2 separate regions of the Sus scrofa genome follow, and region 1 is linked to region 2. The links are chromatin contacts, called in public HiChIP or PLAC-seq maps. All regions are on one chromosome and are shown on one strand. The core of a region is the stretch at or near the end of the contact, and the rest is flanking DNA. Distances in the headings are between cores, read along the strand shown.

What was found. HiChIP or PLAC-seq counts read pairs in DNA pulled down with a chosen protein or histone mark.
Region 1: an H3K27ac HiChIP or PLAC-seq map of alveolar macrophages shows a contact between it and region 2. The contact joins the promoter of C1H15orf57 here to the promoter of ZFYVE19 in region 2. A contact is called at or near these places in 1 of 5 promoter capture datasets (liver) and 1 of 2 datasets of contacts at active chromatin or transcription factors (alveolar macrophages).

Annotation. Positions count from the first base shown.
Region 1 is chr1:130,750,330-130,757,948 of Sscrofa11.1, reverse strand. It overlaps C1H15orf57, which reads right to left and starts at 4,842. Exons shown (of 4, transcript XM_021097619.1): 1 at 4,690-4,842; 2 at 2,242-2,497. The coding sequence starts at 2,485.
Region 2 is chr1:130,516,292-130,523,663 of Sscrofa11.1, reverse strand. ZFYVE19 (abscission/NoCut checkpoint regulator) reads left to right here and starts at 5,721. Exons shown (of 12, transcript XM_001929402.5): 1 at 5,721-6,801; 2 at 7,177-7,253. The coding sequence starts at 7,200. DNAJC17 (dnaJ homolog subfamily C member 17) reads right to left here and starts at 6,939. Exons shown (of 11, transcript XM_001929383.4): 1 at 6,749-6,939. The coding sequence starts at 6,826.

The DNA.
Region 1 (7,619 bases), core at 3,593-6,092, 240 kb before region 2:
GAAATGGCTCTCATTTTCTTCAGGAAAGGACTTTTTAATCACCTCCTTAACTGGTTTTAGAAAGGATCAGTGGATTTTAACTTTCTGAACCAGTCTTCATCAATCAAAAACATCACCGAATCCATGAAAACTTCTTATAACCCCTGGGCACAGAGTACCAACAAGCCAAAGGATCTGGTTCTCCAGCTTTCTCCAACTGTTGCCTCTTCTACTTAACATCATTAAACAGATGTTCTGACTACCACAACAGAATTGTTAACTTCCTCAGCCATTGCTGCAAGTATTACTATCCCATCTCTGATGGCTTCCCAACAAATTTCATATCACACCTTCATCTTTCTCATTTTCCATCATTCCACCTATGTTTTTCTTATAACTTTTTCCTCCAGTACATCATTAATCAAATTCCTCTTGTTTTTTCCAAGAAATGTCTTGGCAATCATGTAAACTCTATTCTGAATCTTCTTTCTGTTCTTCCTCAAAAGCTTCTTCTTCCTCAATTGCCTTTCCTTCCTCAAATAATTATTCCCAGGTTTGTTTTGTGACACACCAATGCATCCCATCGATTTTTTAAAACTTTAATTAGAGTATAGTTGATTTACAATGTTGTGTTAGTTTCAGGTATACAGCAAGGTGAATCAGTTATACATATACCCATTCTTTTTTAGATTCTTTTCCCATACAGGTTATTACAGAATATTGAGTAGAGTTCCCTGTGCTACACAGTAGGTCCTTGTTTGTAATCTGTTTTATATATAGTAATGTGTATATATTAATCCCAGACTCCTAATTTATCCCTTCCCCCCCATGTTTCCCCTTTGGGAACCATAAATTTGATTTCAAAATCTGTGATTCTGTTTCTGATTTGTAGATAAGTTCTTTGTATCATTTTTATTAGATTCCACATATAAGTGATATGATATTAGTCTTTCTCTGTAATAGATGTTTTTATTTTTTATTTTATTTTTTTAGGGCTGTACCTGTGGCATATGGAAGTTCCCAGGCTAGGGGCTGAATCAGAGCTGCAGCTGCCAACTACACTACAGCAACAGCAATGCCGGATCCTTAACCCACTGAGCAAGGCCAGGAATTGAACCTGCATCCTCATGGATACTAGTCGGGTTATAAATGGCTGAGCCATGATGGGAATGAAGTCTGGCAATCACGGCCCTAAACTGCTATTTTTCTTTCCTCTAGCATGAGACAATGTAAATCTCTTTCCTGTGTTTGGAGTCTAAATACTTACACATAAGGGCAGGACAGGACAGTGAAATGTGTTCAGGAAATATTTAAAAAGTAAAATGGCTAACAAGAGGCAGAATAAATTTTCTCAATATATTCCCATCCCAACAATCTATTACATATGTAGCATCAAAAATCCTCATGTAGGAGTTCCAGCTGTGGCACAGTGGGTTGAGATCCAGCTTGTCTCTGTGGAGGCGTTGGTTCAATCCCCAGCCCAATGCTGTGGATAGGATCAGGCATTGCTACAGCTGTGAATTGTGTCACAGCTGTGGCTCAGATTAGATCCCTAGCCCAGGAACTTTCATATGCCTCGGGTACAGCCGAAAAAGAAAAAAAAAAATCCTCATGTAGCTCTGGGGTCATGACCTTTTCTTTCAGAATGGCTTAAAGTTTGACACTTTTGGGTTATCTGAATATATGAGCGACTAATAGTTGACAAGAGCATTCTATAGAATAAATGAATAAATGAAGCAGAATTTAGGTAAAACAGAAGTTCCTGTAGTAGCTCAGTGGTAACAAACCCGACAAGTATCCATGAGGATGCAGGTTTGATTCCTGGCCTCGCTCAGTGGGTTAAGAATCCAGTGTTGCTGTGAGTGTAGGTTGCTGACTGAGCTCGGATCCCGAGTTGCTGTGGCTGTGGTATAGACCAGCAGCTACAGCTCTGATTCAAGCCCTAGCCCAGGAACTTCTACATGCCACAGAGGTGTGGTCCTAAAAAGAAAAAAAAAAAAATTTAAGTAAAACAGAGATAAGAGGTGACAAAGACTGTTTTAAGGGATGTACAAGGGAAGGGAGGCTCCTTCCCAAATACCAACCTAATCCCTCACCCCAGAATTACATCTGACAAATACATGTGCTAAGGACCAAAAAAAAAAAAAGAAAATTTAAGAACAGAAAACAAGGTTTGATGTAACAGAACTTCAACATGCTTCCTTAAAATCGCCAGATTCTGATTAAAAAAAAAAAAGAAGAAAAGAAAGCCATCTAACTTACCTAGAGACGCTAAATACACTTCTGAATCCTGCAAGGGAGCCCAAGGCTTTATAGCTGGCTGCTCAGGAAAGTGTGGGGCTTCCCTCTGGCCTGTGCCTACAGGGTAAGAATCCATAAAGGAGTCTGAGAAGGCATTGCTGGCACCATCCTCTTGGTCAGGATGTGGCAGACAGGAACAGATTTCAGCCCAAAGATCAGGGCCAGATCTTGTGGTTGTGGAGTCAACGCTCTCAAACATTTTCATTTGGAATCTGAGCTGAAAAACAGATGTTCAATTGAATAAGGACTGGCTTAGGAAGGAAGTTAATAGCGTTTTAAGAAGTCTCTCTTGGAGTTCCTGTCATGGCGAAGTGGTTAATGAATCCGACTAAGAACCATGAGGTTACGGGTTCCATCCCTGGCCTTGCTCAGTGGGCTAAAGATCCGGCGTTGCCATGAGTTATGGTGTAGGTCGCAGATGCGGCTCGGATCTCCCCCCCCCCGTTGCTGTGGCCCTGGCATAGGCCGGTGGCTACAGCTCTGATTGGACCTTAGCCTGGGAACCTCCATATGCAGCAGGAAGTGGCCCTGGAAAAGGCAAAAAGACAAAAAAAAAAAAAAAAAAAAGGATGTCTCTCTTGGAGTTCCCAGTTGTGGCACAGCTGTAATGAACCCAACTTAGTATCCATGAGGAGGTGGGTTCAATCCCTGGCTTCGCTCAGTGAGTTGAGGATCCTGTGTTGCCGTGAGCTGTGGTATAGGTTGCAGACTCTTCTTGGATCCTGAGTTGCTGTGGCTGTGGTGTAGGATGGCAGCTGTAGCTCTGATTCAACCCCTAGCCTGGGAACTTCCATATGCTGTGGGTGTGGCCCTAAAAAGCAAAAAAAAAAAAAAAAAAAAAAAAAAAAAAATTCTCTTAACAAAATTTAAAATGTCTTCTATCATATTCTTATGTTATATATAAAAAGGAGACAAAAGGGTAATGGGTTTGCTCAATGGGTTTGCTCTTCTGGCTCTGCACACAAGTTGTTTTCATAATGAAGTTTGTCTTTTTAAAATGGAACTTTTAGGAAGTTCCCATAGTGGCTCAGTGGTTAACGAATCCGACTAGGAACCAGGAGGTTGACGGTTCTATCCCTGGCCTTGCTCAGTGGGTTAAGGATCCAGCATTGCCATGGGCTGTCATGTAGGTCACAGACGTGGCTTGGATCCCAAGTTGCTGTGGCGTAGGCCAGCAACTGTAGCTCTGATTGGACCCCTAGCCAGGGAACCTCCATATGCCGAGGGTGTGGCCCTAAAAAGACAAAAGATAAAAATAAATAAATAAATAAATAATAAAAATGGAAATTTTAAGAGTTCTCCTTGTGGCTCAGTGAGTTACAAACCCAACTAGTGTCCATGAGGATGCAGGTTTGGTCTGTGGCCTGCTCAAGGGGTTAAGGATCCAGCACTGCTGTGAGCTGTGGTGTAGGCTGACAGCTGCAGCTCTAATTTTCCCCCTAGCCTGGGAACTTCCATATGCTGTGGGTGTGGCCCTAAAAATACAAAAAAGAGGGAGCTCCCTGGTGGTATAACAGAAACAAATCCAACTAGGAACCATGGGCTTGGGGGTTCCATCTCTGTCCCTGCTCAGTGGGATCCAGCGTTGCCCTGAGCTGTGGTGTAGGTCACAGACTCGGCTTGGATCTGGTGTTTCTTTGGCTGTGGTGTAGGCCAGCAACTACACCTCCGATTGTACCCCTAGCCTGGGAACCTCCATATGCTGTGGGTAGGGCCCTAAAAAGACAAAGAAAGAAAGACGAAGAGGTAGATATTTTCATCATTTTACAGACGAAAAAACTAAGGATCAGAAAGGTAACTTGTCAAAGGCACATTACTGATAGAGTGAATCCTTGAATGGAAACTAGATCTGTGTGGCTCCAAAAGCCATGTTTTTACCCACTCTGCCTGTTGGGGACTAACTGAAAGTACCCTGAGCAGAGATAAGTAGGAAGGGTTACCCACAAAGCCTGGGGGCTTTCATAACTATTTAGTCTAGTAGAATGAACGGACGCTTTTCTTTTCTTTGCTTTCTGGAGGCTCCTTTGTGATTAGGAAGGCTGCCTGGAAAAAGGTCTGAATAATTCCATGAGAGAGAGCCCTGCCAGCGCAAGGGCCCAGAAGTAAAAGGGCCAAATACGTGACGGAGGTCCTGGTGAACTGATGTCAAGGACCACAATGAAGCGCCAACCCCACCCCTAAGTCGTCTGAACCCACCCAAACCAAAACTTTGCTCGCACCAGAGCCCGGGTCTCCTGGTCCAGACCAATGCGGAGAACTCTAGTGTCCAGATTCCGGGCCTCATTTACTCCGGCCTGAAGGACGTGCAAGGCTGGACGAGTCAGGCCTCTCGGCCCCTCTGTGGTATCTCTGGATGCGGCCGGAGCCGGGGATACAAAACCATAGGCACCCCCGCGCCTCTTCACCTACCGCAACAACCCGCCCAGCGACCCGCAAACGCTCAGCTCAGGTCAGTCTCTAGCAGCCGGGAAGAAATGGGGGGGGCGGAGTCTCCGGGGTGACGGACCCCCAGAGTCCTCCAACTACCGTCCAATCTGGCGATGTTCTGTTGGTCTATTGGTCGAGCGGAGCTCGCTGGGTAAGGAAGTGAAGAGCAGATGGGCGGGACTGTTGTTGCCTGGAAACGATGCAGAACACGCCCCGGGCCCCTGTCTTTCCTGGGGCGGGGCTGATTCCGCTTTTATATGTGCCTTCCAGAATCAAGGACAGCGCATTCCACGTTTCCTGCTCGAATAGCGAAGCCCGGTTTCCAAAGGCTTGACTTTTCTTGATTCCCTGGGCAGGTTAATCTCGGCAGTTCTCTGAGTTGGTGTTTGTCTCCGAAAATTTGAGCCCTTCTATAGGCAAGTTAGAGCAATTTTGCCCCTCGATTGGGGAATAGAGGGGATCACTTTCCTTACTATCACGGGAGATCCATGTCCCATTCACCGAAACTTTCTCTCATTTAGTCACTAGCCATCAAGTTCCTGCTGTGTTCTAGGCATTGTGTTAAGTGGGAATTGAAGACAGTTAAGACTTGGTATGGGTCCCAGCTTTACAGTTTAGGATGAAGAGCCATGGAGACAGGCATGTTTATAAATAACAGCAAAGAGTTATAGAGAAATAGAACTGTGGCTAGAGTACATAAAGGAGAGAGTGGTCATGGAAGGTATGTATCAAAAGGCTTTTTTTTTTTAAGGAGATGGGCTTTGATATCCTTCAGGGGTTATCAGTTTGCTGAGATGCAACCCTCCCAACCCAATCCCCAATTTCCAGGGCTGGTTTCTCTCTCCCAAAGAAACATGTGAGGAAGACATCAGCCAACTATCCATAGAAGTAATATGACTGAGGATATAGTATCTAGATGTGTCCAAAGCCAATCAATGTGGCTATGTGGTAATAACCACCACCATGTGGAAGGGAACTATGAGGTATCCTGTTATTCACATAACCATTCTTAAAGAGAACAGGCAAACAGAAGGAAGTGGAAAGCAAGAAGGTTAGAAAACAAAGGAGCAAATAATAGGCAAGATTTTGCAGTGCTTATTCATAGGGAATATACAAGAGTGGGCGGATCCCCAGAGTCTTCCAATTGCCACCCAACCTGGTGACATGAATTTGGCAGTATCTGATTCATAAAAAGAATCATTGTCATAGGTTTACTGGTGCTTCATTGAGCTCCTTCATGGTCTTTCAACTTATGAAGTTTTCTCTAATTTCCTGCTCACCAAAAAAACAAACAAAAAACCCCCCAAAAAACTCTTGATCAAATTTGGCCTCTTAAATATCTTGATACTAGGATTTGGATGACTTTAACAGTAGGCACAAATAGTGACTGGTATAAAATTGAATACTTTTTTAAAATTTAAAGTTACAGTTATGGAGCTCCCGTTGTGGCTCAGAGGTAACGAACCCTACTAGCATCCACAAGGATTCAGGTTCAGTCTTAGCCTTGCTCAGTGAGTTAAGCATCTGGCATTGCCATGAGCTGGTGTAGGTTATAGACGCAGCTCGGATCCTGCATTGCTGTGGCTGTGGTATAGGCCAGCAGCTGCAGCTCTGACTCAACCCCTAGTCTGGGACCTTCCATATGCCAAGGGTGCGGCCTTAAAAAGACCAAAAAAAAAAAAAAAAAAGTTACAGTTATAATTTAGCAAATAGTCATCCTTACCATGTCCTCTGAGCGTAATTACTGTGTGTGTTGAATAAATCCAAACCAGATTCTGGACTTGCAAAGCTGAAACCATAGGCCCTGGTGGTCTCTCCCTACCTAAGGACTGCTCACACTGGGAAGCCACATGAGGGCAGTCAGCATCCCTCTATTCTAGACTCAGCTATAACCACAATGTGATTTGTACACTTTTTTTTTTTTTTTTTTGGTCTTTTTGCCTTTTCTAGGGCCGCTTCCACAGCATATGGAGGTTCCCAGGCTAGGGGGCTAATCAGAGCTGTAGCCGCCAGCCTACACCAAAGCCACAGCAACGCGGATCCCAGCTGCGTCTGCAACTTACACCACAGCTCACAGCAACACCGGATCCTTAACCCACTGAGCAAGACCAGGGATAGAACCTGCAACCTCATGGTTCCTAGTTGGATTCGATAACTACTGTGCCACGACAGGAATTCCTGTACATATGTTTATGGTTTTTTGGGTTTTTTTGTTTTTTTGTCTTTTTGCCATTTCTTGGGCCGCTCCCCCGGCATATGGGAGGTTCCCAGGCTAGGGGTCTAATCGGAGCTGTAGCCGCCAGCCTACACCAGGGCCACAGCAACACAGGATCTGAGCCACGTCTGCGACCTACACCACAGCTCACGGCAACGCCGGATCGTTAACCCACTGAGCAAGGGCAGGGACCGAACCTGCAACCTCATGGTTCCTAGTCGGATTCGTTAACCACTGCGCCACAACTGGAACTCCCTGTACACATGTTTTTTTTTATTTGTATCCTCTTCCAGCCTAGGCCTTCAATGAAACCATGAACTGTGTCTTTCTTACCTCTGTATGTCTAGAGCCAAGTGATGTTTAGCAAATGTTCAAATTTGTATGGTGTCTGAATATTTAAATTAGAACCTTCATGGTCAAGGACTACACCGAACTGGGCCTAGACCTAATCTCATCTCCATGTTGCAACCAGGGTCATCTTTTTGGAATGGAGGTGAGATCATGTCACAAGCATCCATACACACACACCCCAGAAACTCTTTGATGATTTCCCCCACATCTCTTAAATGAAAGACTTAAGATCCTGGTAGCTCAGCAGGTTAAGGATCTGGCAGCTGTCACTGTTGTGCCTCTGGTTACTGCTGTGATGTGGGTTCCATCCTTGTCCCCAGAACTTCTACGTGAGGCAGGCGAGGCC
Region 2 (7,372 bases), core at 4,472-6,971:
AACCAGGAAAAGAATTGGAAGGCCACTGCAGTCCCCTAAATCCCTGAGGTTAGTTCAGAATCTTTTTAGGATCAACAAATGGCATTAATCCATGATCTATTCTTAATCTTGGTAGACTCTGGGGCCCTGCCCTGTCTGGTGAGTGGGAGAGGGAGGGAGAAAGAGAAAGGGAAAGGAGAGAGAGAGAGAGTGTGTGTGTGTGTGCGTGTGCTTGCACAGGCACACGTGCATCACCATATAGGAATCCAGGGTTTACTGCCTCAGATTCTAACAGGAGACTGAATTCCTGGGGTGTTATCCTCTCCCCAGGAGCACTTCTACACCGAACCCAGATCCTCAACTCAAGGCTTTCCTAAAAGAAAACAAGGCCTTGCCCTACCTGTCTCCTCTAGGGCTGGATGAGGAACACAAATGTTTACCTTTGGGACTTGCTGACTCCAAGTTCCCATGACACACGATCTTGTTTTTATTTTGTTTAGTTTGGTTAGTTGTTTGCTTCTATTGTAAAAATATATAACAAAAGATATACATTAACACAAAAGATTGTTTTAACCGTTGTGTTTTTTGGGGGGGTTTTTTTGGCCACCCTGTAGCATATGGAGCTCCCAGGCTAGGGATCAGATCCTAGCCACAACTGTGAACCAAGGCTGCGGCAATGCCAGATCCTTAACCCACTGAGTGGGGCCAGGGATCAAATTCACATCCTCATGGATACTAGTCGCATTCATTTCCACTGAGCCACAATGGGAGTTCCAGAATCTCCTTCCTTTTTAAGGCTGAATAATATTCCATTGTATGTATATAGCTCATTTTGTTCATTTGTCTATGACCACTTGGGTTGCTCCCATCTTTTTTTTTTTGGGCCACGACCATGGCACACAGAAGTTCTAGGGCCAGGGACAGAACTCATACCACAGCAGCAACCTGAGCCACTCCAGTAACGAGGCTGGATCCTTAACCCACTCTGTGCCACACAGGAGCTCCCTGATCCCACCTTTTAACTATCATGAATAATGCTATTATGGACTTAGGTGTAAAAATATCTGTTGCTACTTTCACTTCTTTGGGGTATATACCCAGAATTGAAATTGCTGGATGATATGATAATTCTACATTTAATTTGTTGAAGAAAAGCCATACTGTTTTCCACAGCAGCTGCACCACAAGCAATGTACAAGGGTTCTAATTTCTCCACATCCTCATCAATACTAGTAAGTTTCTGGTTTTGTTTTTTGCTTTTTTATAATAGCCATCCTAATAGGCCTGAGGTGCTATCTCTGCAGTTTTAATTTGCATTAATCTAATGACTGCTAGCACAACCACAATGGAAAACAGTATGGAGGTACCTCAGAAAATTAAATATAGAACTATTATATGATCCAGCAATCCCACTCCTAGGCATATATCCTGACGAAGCTTTTACTAAAAAAGATACACAAACCCCTATGTTCACTGCAGCACTATTCACAACAGCCAAAGGATGGAAACAACAGATGAACAGATTAAGATGTGGTATATATATATATATATATATATATATATATATATATATATATATATACACACACACAATGGAATACTACTCAGCCATAAAGGAGAAGAAAATAATTGAGTGGAACTAAAGACTCTCATACTAACTGAAGTAAGTCAGAAAGAGAAAGACAAATCCCATTGATATAATTTACATCTGGAATCTAATATATGGCACAAATGAACCTATCTACAGAAAATAAACAAACTATGGACATGGAGAACAGACTTGTGGTGCCCAGAGACAGAGGCTGGGAGTTTGGGGCTAGTAGATGCAAACAAATGCATCTGGAATGGATGACAAATGTATAGCCCAGGGAACTATATCTGATCACTTGTGATAGAACATAATGGAGGGTAATATGAAAAAAAAAAGAATGTATATAGATATATAGCTGGGTCACTTTGCTATGCAGCTGAAATTGATAGAACATTATAAATCAGGGAGTTCCCGTCCTGGCTCAGTGGTTAACGAATCTGACTAGGAACCATGAGGTTGAGGGTTCGATTCCTCGCCTTGCTCAGTGGGTTAAGGATCCGATGTTGCCGTGAGCTGTGGTGTAGGTCGCAGACATGGCTCGGATCCCGCATTGCTGTGGCTCTGGCATAGGCTGGCGGCTATGGCTCCAATTTGACCCCTAGCCTGGGAACCTCCATATGCCGCAGGAGTGGCCCTAGAAGAGGCAAAAAGACAATAAAAAAAAAAAAAAAAAGAATGCCTCCAGGGAGTTCCCATCGAGGCACAGCGGAAATGAATCCAACTAGGAATCATGAGGTTGCAAGTTCAATCCCTGGCCTTGCTTAGTGGGTTAAGGATCTGGCATTGCTGTGAGCTGTAGTGTAAGTCGCAGACGTGGCTCAGGCGTTCCTGTGGCGTAGGCTGGTAGCTGTAGCCTGGATTAGATCCCCAGCCTGGGAACCTCCATATGCCTTGGGTTCGGCCCTAAAAAGAAAAAAAAAAAAAGAAGAATGACTCCAGGAGTTCCTGTCATGGTTCAGCATAAACAAACCCAACTAGTATCCATGAAGACGCATGTTCAATCCCTGACCTTGAGCAGTGGGTTAAGGATCAGGCATTGCTGTGAGCTGCGGTGTAGGTTGCAGACATGGCTTGGATTCTGGCGTTGCTGTGGCTGTGGCCATCAGCTGTAGCTCCAATTAGACTCCTAGCCTGGGAAATTCCATATGCTTAGGGTGCGGCCCAAAAAGCCAAAAAAAAAAAAAAAAAAAAAACCAGAAAGAAAAAGAATGACTCCAGGTTTCTTCTCAAGTGGATGGATGGTGGTGCCAATTACTGAGAAGGAGAAGTTCAAGGAAGGAGCAAGTACGGAGAGAGAAGATTAAGAATTTCATTTTGGATGTAGTAAGATTTAGACTCCTGTGAAGCATCCAAATGGAGAGGCAGATGGATACACAGACTGGGGATTCAGAGAAGTGGTCTGAATGAGAGGTGAATTTGGTGTTGGTGCCCACCACCACTAGCTGTACAGCCAGAGGGACACAGTGGAAGGGGATCAACCTGGGCTGGGCATCAGGGGATCTGATTCTAGTTCCCATTTTGTCATCTACCACCTGCTCTGAGTTTCAGTTTCACCATCAGTTACACAGAAGGTTGACCTAGATAACTTTTTTTGGATAAGAATTACCTCTACTCCTCCAAAATAAATACACAAATTTACTTAGTTCTTGGCATCTTTCTTTGGACCCAAAATAAGAACTCCTAGACCAGAAAATCAAAGTTTAGGAGGCCTTCTTTGCATATACTTTAAATATTTTTTGGTCCGCCAGTGCCTCTAGAGACTATGACAAGCACTGAAACAAGAAGAGAGGATTCCAGACCCTAAATCCTTTGCTCTCTACCAAAAAGCATGTGTTACCACGGAGCTAATCAGTGTACCCAGAGGCCCTAACCTACTTTTTTTTTTTTTTTTTTTTTTTGCTTTTTAGGGCTGCACCCATGACATGGAAATTCCCAGGCCAGGGGTCAAATTGGAGCTGCAGCTGCTGGCCTACTCCACAGCCACAGCAATGCAGGATCTGAGCCACAGCTGACGGCAATGCTGGATCCTTAACCCACTGAGCCAGGCCAGGGATCAAACCTGAATCCTCATGGATACTAGTCAGATTCATTTCACTGCACCACAATGGGAACTTCCCTAACCTACTTTTCAAGGTTTATCTTCTTATACCCTTTCTTCTTGGCCTGTGCTCCGTACAAATTAGACTATGCACACTCTCCCCTTTCTCAGAATACCCTCCCTCCATCTCCACACATCTAAACTCTACCCATTCTTCAAGGCATCAAATGCCTTCTCTATTTCCCTCACCCCATCTCGCAAACTAGAAGCAACCTCAGCCTACTCTGAACATGCACAGCACTTTATCTGTATTCCTCTTAAGGAACTTATATTCTGCCTTGTATTATAGTTCTGCATCCCCTACTAAAAAGCCAGAGCAGCACCTGTTATCTTTTCTGAAGTGCCTTCTCACATATCCCTTATCTCATCTGGGTGAAAACTGGATCCCAACTTCATTGTGCTGCTTAGACCTTGGTCTCTTGTGTCGACAACATTCCCACCTGATCCCCTAGCAGCAGCTCCTCCACCTGCCCCCCACTCCAATCCTTTCTGCACACTGACATTGAATTTTTTTTTTCCTTTTGGCTATGCCTATGGCATACAGAAATTTCCAGGCCAGGGACTGAACTTACGCCACAGCAGTGACCAAAGCCACATCAGTGACAGTGCTGGATCCTTAACCTACTGCACCACCAGGAAACTCCGAATAATTTCTTTAAAATCTATGTCACTTCTCTGATTAATATATACATCAGCGGGAGTTCCCACTGTGATGTAGTAGGTTAAGGATCTAGCATTGGCTCTGGGCAACACCAGTTTGATCTCCAGCTGGCACCGGGGGTTAAAGATCCAGCATTGCCACAGCTATGGCATGGTTTACAGCTGCAGCTCAGATTCAACTCCAGCCCAGGAACTTCCATATGCTTCAGGTTTGGCCAAAAATAAATAAATAAATATTATATATACACACACACACATTAATGGCTCACAACTGCCTTCTTTAGGAGTTCTCAACTTCAAGGTTCAAACACACTGGTTGGATCTGGTGTGAAATGTCTGCAGTAATTTCTCACTATTAATGAAGCTCTAATTAAAGATTTACAAACGTAGAACACTTAGAATAGTGTCCAGCACATATTATATGGGTGTTAGGAATTATTAACAGTGAAATTGTAAGCCTTATGAGACAGGTATAGCAGATGCATTTGGTGCTCTATGCATGTCCCCATGGCCCACTTCTAATTTCAGCTGTAGCTGTAGGAAACAGTTCTGTGCAGGCTGACAGCAACCCTCCTCAAGGGCCTTATCGGTCCCCTTGCTCTTTTGCCCCAGAGCTTCCTCTTCTCACAAGCTCACTCAGCCTATGAGCAGAGCCACCTAAAAGTACATGGGCATTTGTAGGCATTAATTTCCATCTGATGAATCACCTGCCACCCTTTCCCACATTGCTACAACTACCATGACAATCCAGGGGAAAGTAGTAGAAATCTTAATTGCAGCTTGATCAGTGTCCCACTCTGGCATATTTTTAAAAAATTATTGGAGTTCCCGTCGTGGCGCAGTGGTTAACGAATCTGACTAGGAACCATGAGGTTGCGGGTTTGGTCCCTGCGCTTGCTCAGTGGGTTAACGATCTGGCGTTGCCGTGAGCTGTGGTGTAGGTTGCAGACTCGGCTCAGATCCTGCGTTGCTGTAGCTCTGGCGTAGGCCAGTGGCTACAGCTCCGATTCGACCCCTAGCCTGGGAACCTCCATATGCCGCGGAAGCGGCCCAAAGAAATAGCAAAAAGACAAAAAATAAAAAATAAATAAAAATAAAAATAAATAAAAAATTATTATATACATATTTTTTGCTTTTTATTTTATTTTTTATGCACATGCAGCATATGGAAGTTCCTAGGCTAGGTCGAATCAGAGCTGCAACTGCTGGCCTACACCATAGCAACAGCAATGCAGAATCTAAGCTGCACCTGCTACCTACACCACAGCTCATGGCAACGCCAGATCCATAATCCGCTGAGGGAAGGCAGGGATCAACCCTCATTCTCATGGATACTATTCGGGTTCATAACTTGCTGAGCCACAATGGAAATTTCCTTTTTTAATCTTTTTTTTTTTTTTAGGGCCACACCCATGACATATAGAATTTCCCAGGCTAGGGGTCCATGCCACAGCCTCAGCAACGCCAGATCCAAGCTGCATCTGTGAACTATACCACAGCCCACAGCAACGCCAGATCCTTAAGCCACTGAGCGAGGCCAGGGATCAAACCTGCGTCCTCATGGATGCTAGTTAGATTCGTTTCCGCTAAGGCACCACGGGAACTCCCCTATTTTAATTTTTAATGGCTGCACTCACAGCATATGGAAGTTCCTCCCAGGGCAGCTGCAGCAACGCCAGATCCTTTATCCCATTGTGCCTGGCCTGGAGGCAAACCCGTACCTCCACAGCGACCTGAGCCGCTGCAGTGGCATTCTCAACCCACTGTGCCACAGTGGGAACTCCTCTCGCGCATTTATCAACACCTTCCTGTGGAATTCCAGGCCATTTGCCTTACCCTTCTGATCCTGCTTTTGACCCATTAGAACATGCTGAGAGGACAACACCTGAGCAACTGCTACTTGAAGAGTCAATGGGCTGGGGTGTAAAAGAAAACAGAGATGGCAGAGTCATAGGTCACACTGCCAAGGAGGGGATGAAGAGGGAATGGAGAAGCCTTAAGACCTGTCCTCTCCTAGGCTCTAAGCGAAGTTAAATCAACCTGCTGGAGAGAATGAATGACTCACGTCTGCACAGTGTAGCAGAATCAGAAGCTGACATTGCGCAGGCGCAGTGAGGAAGCAAAGATTGCCCGCCTGGCTGGCTATGCCGCCTCCTTTAGACAAGGGCCACGGGGAGACGTCAGTACCGTACTCCACTCAAAGAACCTCCTTCCTGTGCTCTCTCTTCCTCATGAAGTCCTCAGACCACTAGGAAAGGTCTCGGAACCCGCTTCTGAGGCCGTCGGGCCGACCCCTCGTTGCCAAACACCCAGGGCCGGGTCGAACCTGGAAAGCTGGTGGTGCCAGCCTCGGGAGAGAGGCCAAGACCGGAAGAGTCGCCAGGTCGCTCGGGAACGGCCCTCCTCGCTCCAGTTCTCACCTCTTTGTCCGCCGCCTTCTCCCCGATACCTAGCAGCGCGTACAGATCCATCTGTAAGAGCTCTTTGGTCACCGCCATGGTTCCAATCCTGACTGGATTAGTACTACAACTCCCAGGAGTCTAAGCGTGTCGGGACCGGGGACAGTTGGATCCCAAGCCAGCTGAATGGCGCTTAGCCCCCTGGGAAATGTCGTGATCTGGGCCAGCCAGGCTTGACTGCCTCTGAGAGAAGTTGGCAGGGGTGAAAGAACTACGACTCCCAGCAGCGTCCGCGCACGCCACTACTGCTCTCCCGCAGGGGTGACTGTCGTAATTCCTTGCTCCGAGGCCTTGGCTCTCGCGCGCAAGTGGGCGTGGGGAAGCAGGGGCGGGGCTGGGCGAAGGTCCTAGGGCTTCTGGACCTGACTCACAAGAAATCAACTCTGCAGACCCTGTTACGCCGGGAACCAGGATGGAGAGTAGGTGCTACGGCTGCGCTGTCAAGTTCACCATCTTCAAAAAGGAGGCGAGTCTTCTCTCCCCGGGGGTCTAGAGGGCCAAGGAGGACGCAGAGAGGAGGGAAATGCATAGGACTTGCATTCTTGGTTTTACGGAAAATTTCCACCTGTCTGATTTTGATGAAGC